Regions from separate parts of the Zea mays genome. Here region 1 is linked to region 2. Evidence: chromatin contacts called from public Hi-C data. All regions are on one chromosome and are shown on one strand. Each heading gives the region's core, a stretch centred on a gene start, on an enhancer-like site or on the middle of the called end of the contact. The rest is flanking DNA. Distances are from core to core; before and after follow the strand shown.

What was found. Hi-C and Micro-C count contacts between places; a contact is called where the count stands out from the background.
Region 1: a contact with region 2 is called in a Hi-C map of ear, with 1.7 times the contacts expected there. The contact joins the promoter of LOC100283437 here to the promoter of LOC100274302 in region 2. A contact is called at or near these places in 2 of 25 Hi-C or Micro-C datasets (ear and tassel).

Annotation. Positions count from the first base shown.
Region 1 is chr3:213,627,523-213,631,996 of Zm-B73-REFERENCE-NAM-5.0, forward strand. It overlaps LOC100283437, which reads right to left and starts at 1,874. Exons shown (of 7, transcript NM_001156338.2): 1 at 1,583-1,874; 2 at 105-570. The coding sequence starts at 1,701. It overlaps LOC103651345 (D-glycerate 3-kinase, chloroplastic-like), which reads right to left. Exons shown (of 12, transcript NM_001326531.1): 7 at 4,369-4,400; 8 at 4,213-4,281; 9 at 4,047-4,121; 10 at 3,853-3,969; 11 at 3,705-3,755; 12 at 3,186-3,447. The coding sequence ends at 3,310.
Region 2 is chr3:213,053,125-213,057,726 of Zm-B73-REFERENCE-NAM-5.0, forward strand. LOC100274302 reads left to right here and starts at 2,211. Exons shown (of 6, transcript NM_001148665.1): 1 at 2,211-2,547; 2 at 3,505-3,633; 3 at 4,154-4,342. The coding sequence starts at 2,273. LOC103651336 reads right to left here and starts at 1,016. Exons shown (of 1, transcript XM_008676953.4): 1 at 282-1,016. The coding sequence starts at 807. The coding sequence ends at 553.

The DNA of each region.
Region 1 (4,474 bases), core at 624-3,123, 570 kb after region 2:
GTTTGCCTATACTAATGTGCACAATGGAAATTAGAATGAACACACATCATGTTTTCTGAAACAAAAAAATTTAGGTATGTAAACATTTATTTGATAGAAATTACCGCTGAATCAGCCTTGCTTGAACTTGGTTTTCCTTTCCTTACAGAACTGTTAGAGGCAGTTGATGATTTAACCACAGAGCCTCCTTTACTCCCATTAGGTTTTGAGCTTCGGCTAGGTGTTCCAGTCCTTGATGAACCACGTGCCCAGGCTCCATCTTGGGAGGATTTTCTTGCACTAGATTGACCTCTTGTTGGTCTTCGGGTCGGTGTATCCCTTGGTGGAGCCCACACATCAGGATCATCAAAAGGAGCTGGTGAAGATGTTGGATACTCGTCCAACGGTTGGAAAACAAATGATTTATTGGAGCGAATAGGAGGTGATGAGGACCGCCTCGTCCCAGGAGCTTCTTTAAGGGACTTTAATTGAGCATCCAACTGTTTCACACTTTCCACTTCTTCAGAGATTGCTTTCTTGCAGTTCATCCATTTCGTACGAACCAAAGCATCGTCCAAAGTAGTTAGATGCCTGTATGGTTAAAATTAACCTTAATAACACGGAACACAACGAAAAGACATTATCTAGGCTTTTAACTCATTTTCCTAGTTATTTTATCATTAAATAAGAAAGAATGTGAGCCCCCCCCCTCAGGATAGTGCTTCAAAGTTATTATCTGTCTAACAGTAACTTCGACAATATTCCACTGTTCTATTTTAGACACACCACACACTATTTTGAAATTTGCAGGACTAAAATAAAGCATACAGCTAGGGGCGTAGCCAGAATTTTTCCTTGGGGGAGGGGCGGGGGGGGGGGGGGGGGGGGGGGGGGGGGGCAACACATATATAACTATTGTTGTAATGCTAATAAATTGAATGATGTATATATACAATGGCCACTAGTAGTAACAATTAACACATACATACGCTACGCTAAGTACATAACAAATTTTAACTTATTATAAACTAACTCTTTTATTTTACCCATAGATATATAACGGCGCCTCCCTTGTCTACGACACTGCATAAAGCTGTTTCACACTTTTTTCACTTATTTGCCTGTACGGCCGTACTTTTCTGAGAGTTCATCCATTTTCTATGAATCAGAGGATCAACATGCACAGTGTATCCATCGTATACTAACATGAAGTACAAGGAAAAACACATTTTTTAGCTTTTAAATATCTTCGCACCAACAGTACTCAATTGTTACAATCATTTATCCTAATATGGATGCAAATCAATTATATTTTTATCATTTCACTTAAAAAATGCAAACTAAAAATAGGGATAGACCCAACAACATAGCCAACATTTCAGCAAAATGCGCCACAGAGCAAAACGACAACTGCTAAACTACTGAAAGCAGCAGTCGAAATGAAAACCGTTGCCGTGAGGCCAAACCCGCAGATCCGGGCGGGCTGGACGTCGCGATTCACACCCACTGATCGCCGATTCGCCGTAGTGGCCTGATAGCGATCGAATCCACGGCGTAATACGGCAACTGGGGAACCGGGGTCAGGGGATTATAGGAAGCTCACTTGTTGATCTGAGCAATGGCGCCGTCGAAGAAGATTATGGAGGTGTCGTATAGGCCCTCGAGCGCGTAATCCCGCGCAAGCTTGATGTGGTCCTGCAGCCCCGCGAGGGGATTCGCCATTTCCGCCGCCGCCGCGAAGATCCGGCGATAGGGTTCCCGAATCCCGACAAAATGCGTGGTGTGGGAAGAGACGAGCAGGAGCAGTTCGCCAGTTCGATGGAGAGAACGCGAGGGAGGCCGAGAGCTGTAGTAGGAGAGTGGTTTGGTTTGGTTTCGAAAATCGAAATTTTGGGGACGAAATGGACTTTCGGTTAGGCCTGTTTGAAACTAGAGCCGATAGATAGCGGCTGAAATTAGCGGCAGAGATTCCAACGCCTAGTAGTTAATACTTTAGCTAACAATTAGTTCGTTAGCTCCAACTAACAATTTATTAGTTGTGTTAACTCAAACATGACCTTATTTTGTTGTTATAGAATTCGTTTAAATGGTTTCTCCGTAATAGTATTAACATATTAGGCTTTCTATAATAGTAACGTATTTTGTGTCCATGGACATTTGATTCAGTTTTTCCCGATGAGCTTTTCTAAAATTTTGGTTATGAAAATAATCTGAGTATATGAAAATTACGTGTGTAGAAAGATAAAAAAGTCCACAATTTATGATATTGAAAATGACGATTTTCTATTACCACAATTACTTGATCGATTTTGGGTTCACATTGATTTTATAGACCGAAAAGCTAGACGTTGACAGTATCCAACAGATTTCGATGGCCAGAAGTGGAAAAAAACTAAGAGTCCGTAGCCATTGGATCTCCGTCTTGTGGTGTGGTGACCTGCTGTTTTGCATTTATCCCCTCCCAGCTACGACGTATTTCCAAAACACCTCCTAGCCTGATTTTTTTTATAAAAAAAAACAGACAGATCCATCCCCACATACAGCTTCATTCTCCTTACATACATCAATACATGCTACCAACGCTGCCAATTTATGGCCAGGCCGCCACCGCTGTTCGGCCACCTCGTCGGCAAGTCTTATGCCTAACTTTAAACCTCTACTCATATACGTTTGATAGAGATAACATCCGCGATAGCGTTTTCTAATGTGTTGCATTGAGTGATTGTATGGAGTGGCACTAGATGGTACACCAATTTATAGTGTGTTACATTAAATGATTGTATTAAGTGACACTAGATGGTTGAGTTGCAAGACAACGGTGCTACGGTGCTAGTTACCTCCTAGACAATTTGGAGATTGTGACTCCGTCAAAGCATGCAAGAAACTTATGTGTAGCACTAGAAAATTCATTACGAGGGTATCATGCTCACCCCACTTAAGACACGAAGAGATCTACAAAGCTACTTTAGGATCAATATAGCTCTTAGAAAGAGATCTACTAGAACACTTCTCTGATTAGATATTACTATATATGGGAGAAATCGAACATACATGAAATTTGCATAATTAGGACATATTTGAACTAAGTCTAGAAAACGAGAGGCTATTAATATTTGCCCATGCTCCACTGTGGGGGTCATAAGTCCTACTCTGTATTTCAGAAAATGTACATTGTACATGAAAAACACTTAGACATTGTTCGGTTATTTCTATCCCATGTGGATTAGATGAAATTAAAAAATATATGAAAGATTTTGACTTGTTTAGGATTTAAACCCACTCAATTCCACCCAATTCACATGAACTGAGAGCAAAACAAATGAGCCCTCATTAGGATCTAGGATTCCTCCCTTCGTCTATGTCGATGACCAGTAGATGGTCTGGCTTTGAACCATTCGGTCCCTCTTTGTACAACTTGGGCAAATATGCGTGGTATGCTGGTAGGTAGCGTGATACAAAATCCATAACCTGAAAGAACTACCAGCATTATATTTCTGTAGATAATCGACTTGTTCTAGAAAAAAAACTAAAGTTAATTGTTGGATAAATGAGTATATATGCTTCCTTTTTAAAATAAATGACATGAAAATGGTTTGCTGAAAGAAGAACATCGGTAACCAGTCAATCAGTAATTTTTCTTTCCACTACCATGACTTTAACAAATAATGTTCAAGGATAACGAAGGGGTCACTCTAAGGAGCGAATAGTTTTGTCAGAGAACGCACCTCCTCATCAGACATTCCAGGTTTTCCATCTGCTCTCATAGCTATCTCCGCCTGCAGTCCAAATACTAAACTCAGAAAGTGCAATTCATGGTTTGTTACAGAGTTCAGTAGCACCACTTGCCACTAGTCAGATTATTCGAGTAATGACCTGCAGCCTCCACTGATAGACAGAACTAGGTTCTCTTATTTTTATAACGATCCACGAGTCGATGAACCTGTCCCAAGCGTCATAGTATGCTTCAAGGTTGTTGTTAACCACCTCGAGCTGAAGGTGACAAAATTACTAAATAGTGTCATACTATTGCTTCAGGTAAGGTAAAAACAACAGAATCAGATAATTGCCTGGGGATCCACTGCTTTCACAACTTCATTTGGAAGAGGTTTAAATCCAAGCATCCATCCTTCAAAGAAAACAACCTAGGATAGCAAAGAAGACACACTTAAGTTGAGAATCACTTACACTTAGTCACTTACCAAACTAATTTTCCTCGACTAAACATGAGATTACCTCTAACGGCCCTTCAACCTCCGGCCACACAGAAGGATCAGCACGATCACCTCTTCCCCCAAAAGCAGACTACATGAACATGTGACATGTATCATGCAGCTGATCAGCTATAAGCCTATAAACATCAGCCAGAGGAACATTAACTGCACCCTTTACCTTGTCATACCGTGGAACCTTCATCTTGATGCCTAATGTTGTGAAAACAATAGTGAGTTCACTAAAATATGTTTTAAAATTGTTGTAAATCATTTTACTAATTTTC
Region 2 (4,602 bases), core at 961-3,460:
TCAGATTAAATTTGTCTGAATGGAGATGAAATGCTTGTGGTTTAGAGTTTATTTATACATAATCGTCTCAAGGCGAGGAACCGTGGTACTGAAAAGGTTGACTACAGACGGGTTTGTGGCTGACACGACTGCTTTTGATAACCACTAGAATGCCAACCATCAGAAGTCAACAAAATGTCGCTGAACAGCACGTTGCATCTTATGAAAAAAAAGGAAAGGTTTACCTACGATTAAAATGTATAGAACAGTATAAACACTTTTCAAGCAAGAACAAAATGGCATACGAGGAAAGGTTTGCAGGCACTCTTTCTTGTTACTTTTACCTTTGCGAGGAGACAAGAAGAACAACCGGCAAAGAATGAAATTGGAGCAAAGAACCACTTATTACAATCTTATCGACACAGGCGGATCAGGTCATTTCCATTTGTACCAGCAAAGAACCACTTATTCAAATGTGCACATAGAAATCGAATGAAATTGAAGCACAAGTACTGGAGCAATAACAAGTTGCAAAAGGAGGCAGGGGCGTCGCCATCAGCATTGTGCCTTCAGTTAAGCGCGCGTCAGAATCATCCAGGTGGTGAAGAACTCGCAAAGCACGGCGTTGTCCATGAGCTTCGCCGCGTTCTTGGCCTTGCCGAGGCTGCGCCAGGCGTCTTCCACGAGCTGCCGCGCCGCCGACCACCACCCTTTCCCGCGCGGGGACTCGGGGAACTGCCACCGGAGGAAGTCCTCGGCCGCCGCGGCGGAGCTCAGCGCCAGCAGCTCGTTGTGGGCGTGGCAGACGGCCGCCTCCCAGAGGTCCATCCACCGCTCCCACGGCGCAAATTTCCTGGTGCTCGCCCAGTCTGCTCAAGTTCCCAGCGCCGGCCGAGAGCTCACGGGCGGCGCACTTCAATCCGGTCCGAGAGCTCTCTGGTGCGTTTCTGAAGCGAGGAGAAGGAGAGAAGGGACAAGACGGGAAAGCAGCGAGCACTCACGGCGCTGGGACGGCGGCTGTCTCAACGGTCCTAATCGTCGTTCACTACTGGTAATAGCGTGGTCATGTCCATTTTAAAGTGTGGGTTGTCCCCTAGTTTTCCATAATAGAGAATCCCTCGCCTACGCCTCCAAATCGTCGAAGCCGCATATGAGGACATCCATAATGGCAAATTTCTCAGGAAACACAGGTCGACAACAAATGGTAAACCAATAACATTATAGCAGTCCAAACAAACAATCGCTGCCACACCAATTCAAAGACCTGATGCTGTAAAATTAACCTTTTCGAAGACATGGTGCGGGTTGAAGACCACGGAGACCGAATCAGTGTGATGGATACGATTTATCTGAACGAAAACAAAATGAGTACGCCAGTAGATCTGGTACATGTTAATCAGAACCTTATAGTTTACGATAGGAAACTAGAAGCAAACGACGTGAAACGAATCAATATATGAAATAATAATGGGGTGTAGCAAAGCACGATGTCTCCATTCAGATCAAATCGAATCCACAAACAAGGGATGTATGGTGCAAACCCTAAAACCTTAACCGACACATATCAAAATGGTTCTACATAAGAACTTACGAGTTCGGGATTCAGATTGGAATAATTGCCGGCACAACCACCATCTTGAGCTCCGGCTCGTTGGCGGTAGTGTGCCGCCTCCCGTCGACTTGAAAGACAATGAACGCGTATCACATACAACAGAAGGGGTGCGTACGCCCGCAATGAGAAAGGGGGTGCGGATGGAGGCAAACAGGGGGAGCAGAGTGCCTTCCTATCGGTGATGGCGAGGGAGTCGGCGCGTCGCCTGCGGCAGAGGGCGGGTGGGTAAAACCCTATCACGTATACATGACACGGGAGTGACGGGCACGGAGGGCGGCTTATCCCCAAGCAGAAATTTGGTCGATTTTTAAGAGCCGTTGCGAGATGGTGTTTACTCGATGTGCGGTCGCCGGAAGCCATGTCAGAATGTGGCCGTTTGACACAACTTCGAGCATTTGACGGCCAGAAGCTGAGCCAAAGGGCCATGTTTGGTTTAGTTTTTTCTGACGAGCTTTTCTGATAATCTGGTTGTGGAGAGAATCTAATTATAAGAAAAAAATCTGAGTATCGTACGGAGGAAGATGACAAGTTTGACAATTCGTAGTAACTTTTGTTACCAGAAAACCCAAACAAACGCAGTCTACCTCGACAGTCGACACTCGAGAGTCGAGACCCTCTCCCAGCATCAACCCGCCCCGCGCTGCCCTCGTCCCGATCTCCGACCCAAATACCCGATCCACCATGGCCGGAATAAGGCTTACGCCCGAGGAACCCGAGATGCCCGTTGGCACGCCACCCCGCCCCCAGCTCCCACCCTTCGTCGCCGCGGCAGGCGGTGGCGGCGGAGGTCTGGAAATGGCGTCGGACGACGAGCGGTCCATTGCGGCGGATTCATGGTCAGTGCGGAGCGAGTACGGGAGCACGCTCGACGATGACCAGCGCTACGCCGACGCTGCTGAGGTGCTCGCCGCTTCCGCGTCCTCCGCCAACTTCCCCTCCGCCGCCTCCGATTACTGGTACGAGACCATTTTCTGCCGAATGGCCTCATCCGTGTGCGAATTGGATGCTACTGACCTCGAGATATAGATCTAGCAAATTGCGGGGATCCGACAATGCTTGATATCGTAGAGAGCTTGTTCGGGTTGTGGTCTCTTGTGGCTGCTGTTAGTACCTTTTGTTTTGTGCACAATGTTTTGTTATGTTTAGCATTGAATCTGTGGAAATTGAGGGAATATGATGGATGCCTTTTGGCAACTTGTCGATTAGTATCATTGAAGACAGTTGCATGCCCGATCTTATGTAATATTGTTCTTAATGTTCCGTGTTTATCAAGTACAGTCTATTAGTATAAAATTATAAAAAAACATACCTTTTCTTCAACTAACAGATACCCCCCCCCCCCCCCCCCCCCCAGATTGTCAACTTGACATGTAGCACTATCATAAGGGGGACTGAGACCAAGAGGCTGAGGTGTACCACTCCACACTTAATCTAAGGACCTGTTTGGTTCAACCATTTTAGACCCGTATCTATTCCCTCTCACAGCTGATGTCGTTCCTTGGAGTTTGGTTAGCGCACTCCGTAATTGATAGCAGCGTTATCGGATTCAAACAAAGGGCGGTAATCATTACTCTGCATCGGACAACACCGGCTACTCATCCCACTGTCGTTACCGCTCCTTTCACCCAACCAAACAGCACCTAAGTGGTATATGTCTGGTCTCTTTAATAGATACACCAAATTCTCCAGAGTCCAGATAATGTAATCCTATGGTACAATCTCTTGTTAGAGGTCAGATGAATCCTAGATCTGGCATACTCTGAATCTGTAATCGTGTGCAGATGGCAGGAATGGGAAACCTGGCTGTTGCCTGCCTATTTCTATCCTTCAATGTTTTTTACATGTATATTTAAATAGTTAACAAATATTTATCCTTTTTTAATGTGTTCTAAATAACCCTTCTATTGAGGCAGCTCTGATAAGGATGATCAAGATCCTGGTGATGTTGAAGGATCAATGCTGGGTCTTCAAAGTTATTGGGATGCTTCTTATTTGGAAGATCTTGCAAATTTTCAGGAACATGGGCACACTGGAGAAATATGGTAACCACATCACATCCTTGCTGATATCAACTATCAAAATATTCACTTATGAAAAAAGTGGCATATTTTTTTCATTGGTGCAATGAAGCCCAAGTTGTTTATGCTAACTTTGCCATTACTAGGGACATTACTTGAACTTTGAGTTGTCCAAGTATGGAATGGTTAGCGTAAAATATTTGGAGATGGTGTATCATTATTCTTGTTCATTATGATTACTATTAGCTACTGTTTTGTTAAGTTTGTTCAATAAATTTGTTTTGGTGCAATGTGCATATGTATATGTTCAAGAAAATGCATCTGAGTCACTGGGCATACTTGAATTCCCATCTTTGGCACACTAAACTCTGAATTCACATGACAAAATAGTATATCCTTCACTTATTTTATTAAGGCGGACTCTTTGTTTCTAGGCAATTATGATCTACGACCTTTTTCTTTACCTTTTGGCGTTTCCCTAGAATACTGAGATTGCAAGGGGAATTTTCTATTTTAGGTTGTTAATAGAACCTCCTGTTTGTAGGTTTGGTGCAGATGTAATGGACACAGTTGCTGTTTGGACGAAAAGTTTGTGTAACATTATTGAAGGCAAGATTCCATCTGGTCAAGACAACATCAAAAGTGAAGTCAATGAAAATTTATTCTCCAACTACCCTGTTCTTGATGTTGGAACTGGAAATGGTCTTCTTTTGCAAGCATTGGCTAAGCAGGGGTACTACCCAAATTTTCTCAATGATGTTTAATTAGCTTCCTGTTGGAACGTGGATTACTACGCAGGTAGTAGCTGAATGAGGTGGGAGGCTGAAGTTTTGGTTCTTAGGCTATGGCCAACAAATCGTGCATATGGTAGTGCAAAACACTGTTTTGCACTGTTTTCCATTGTACATTGTACTGTTTATAGAGTGGAGTTTGAAATAGGAGATGTAGACGAGTAAGCTGCTGGAGATAGCCTTAGCGATGGCAAGGTTGGGA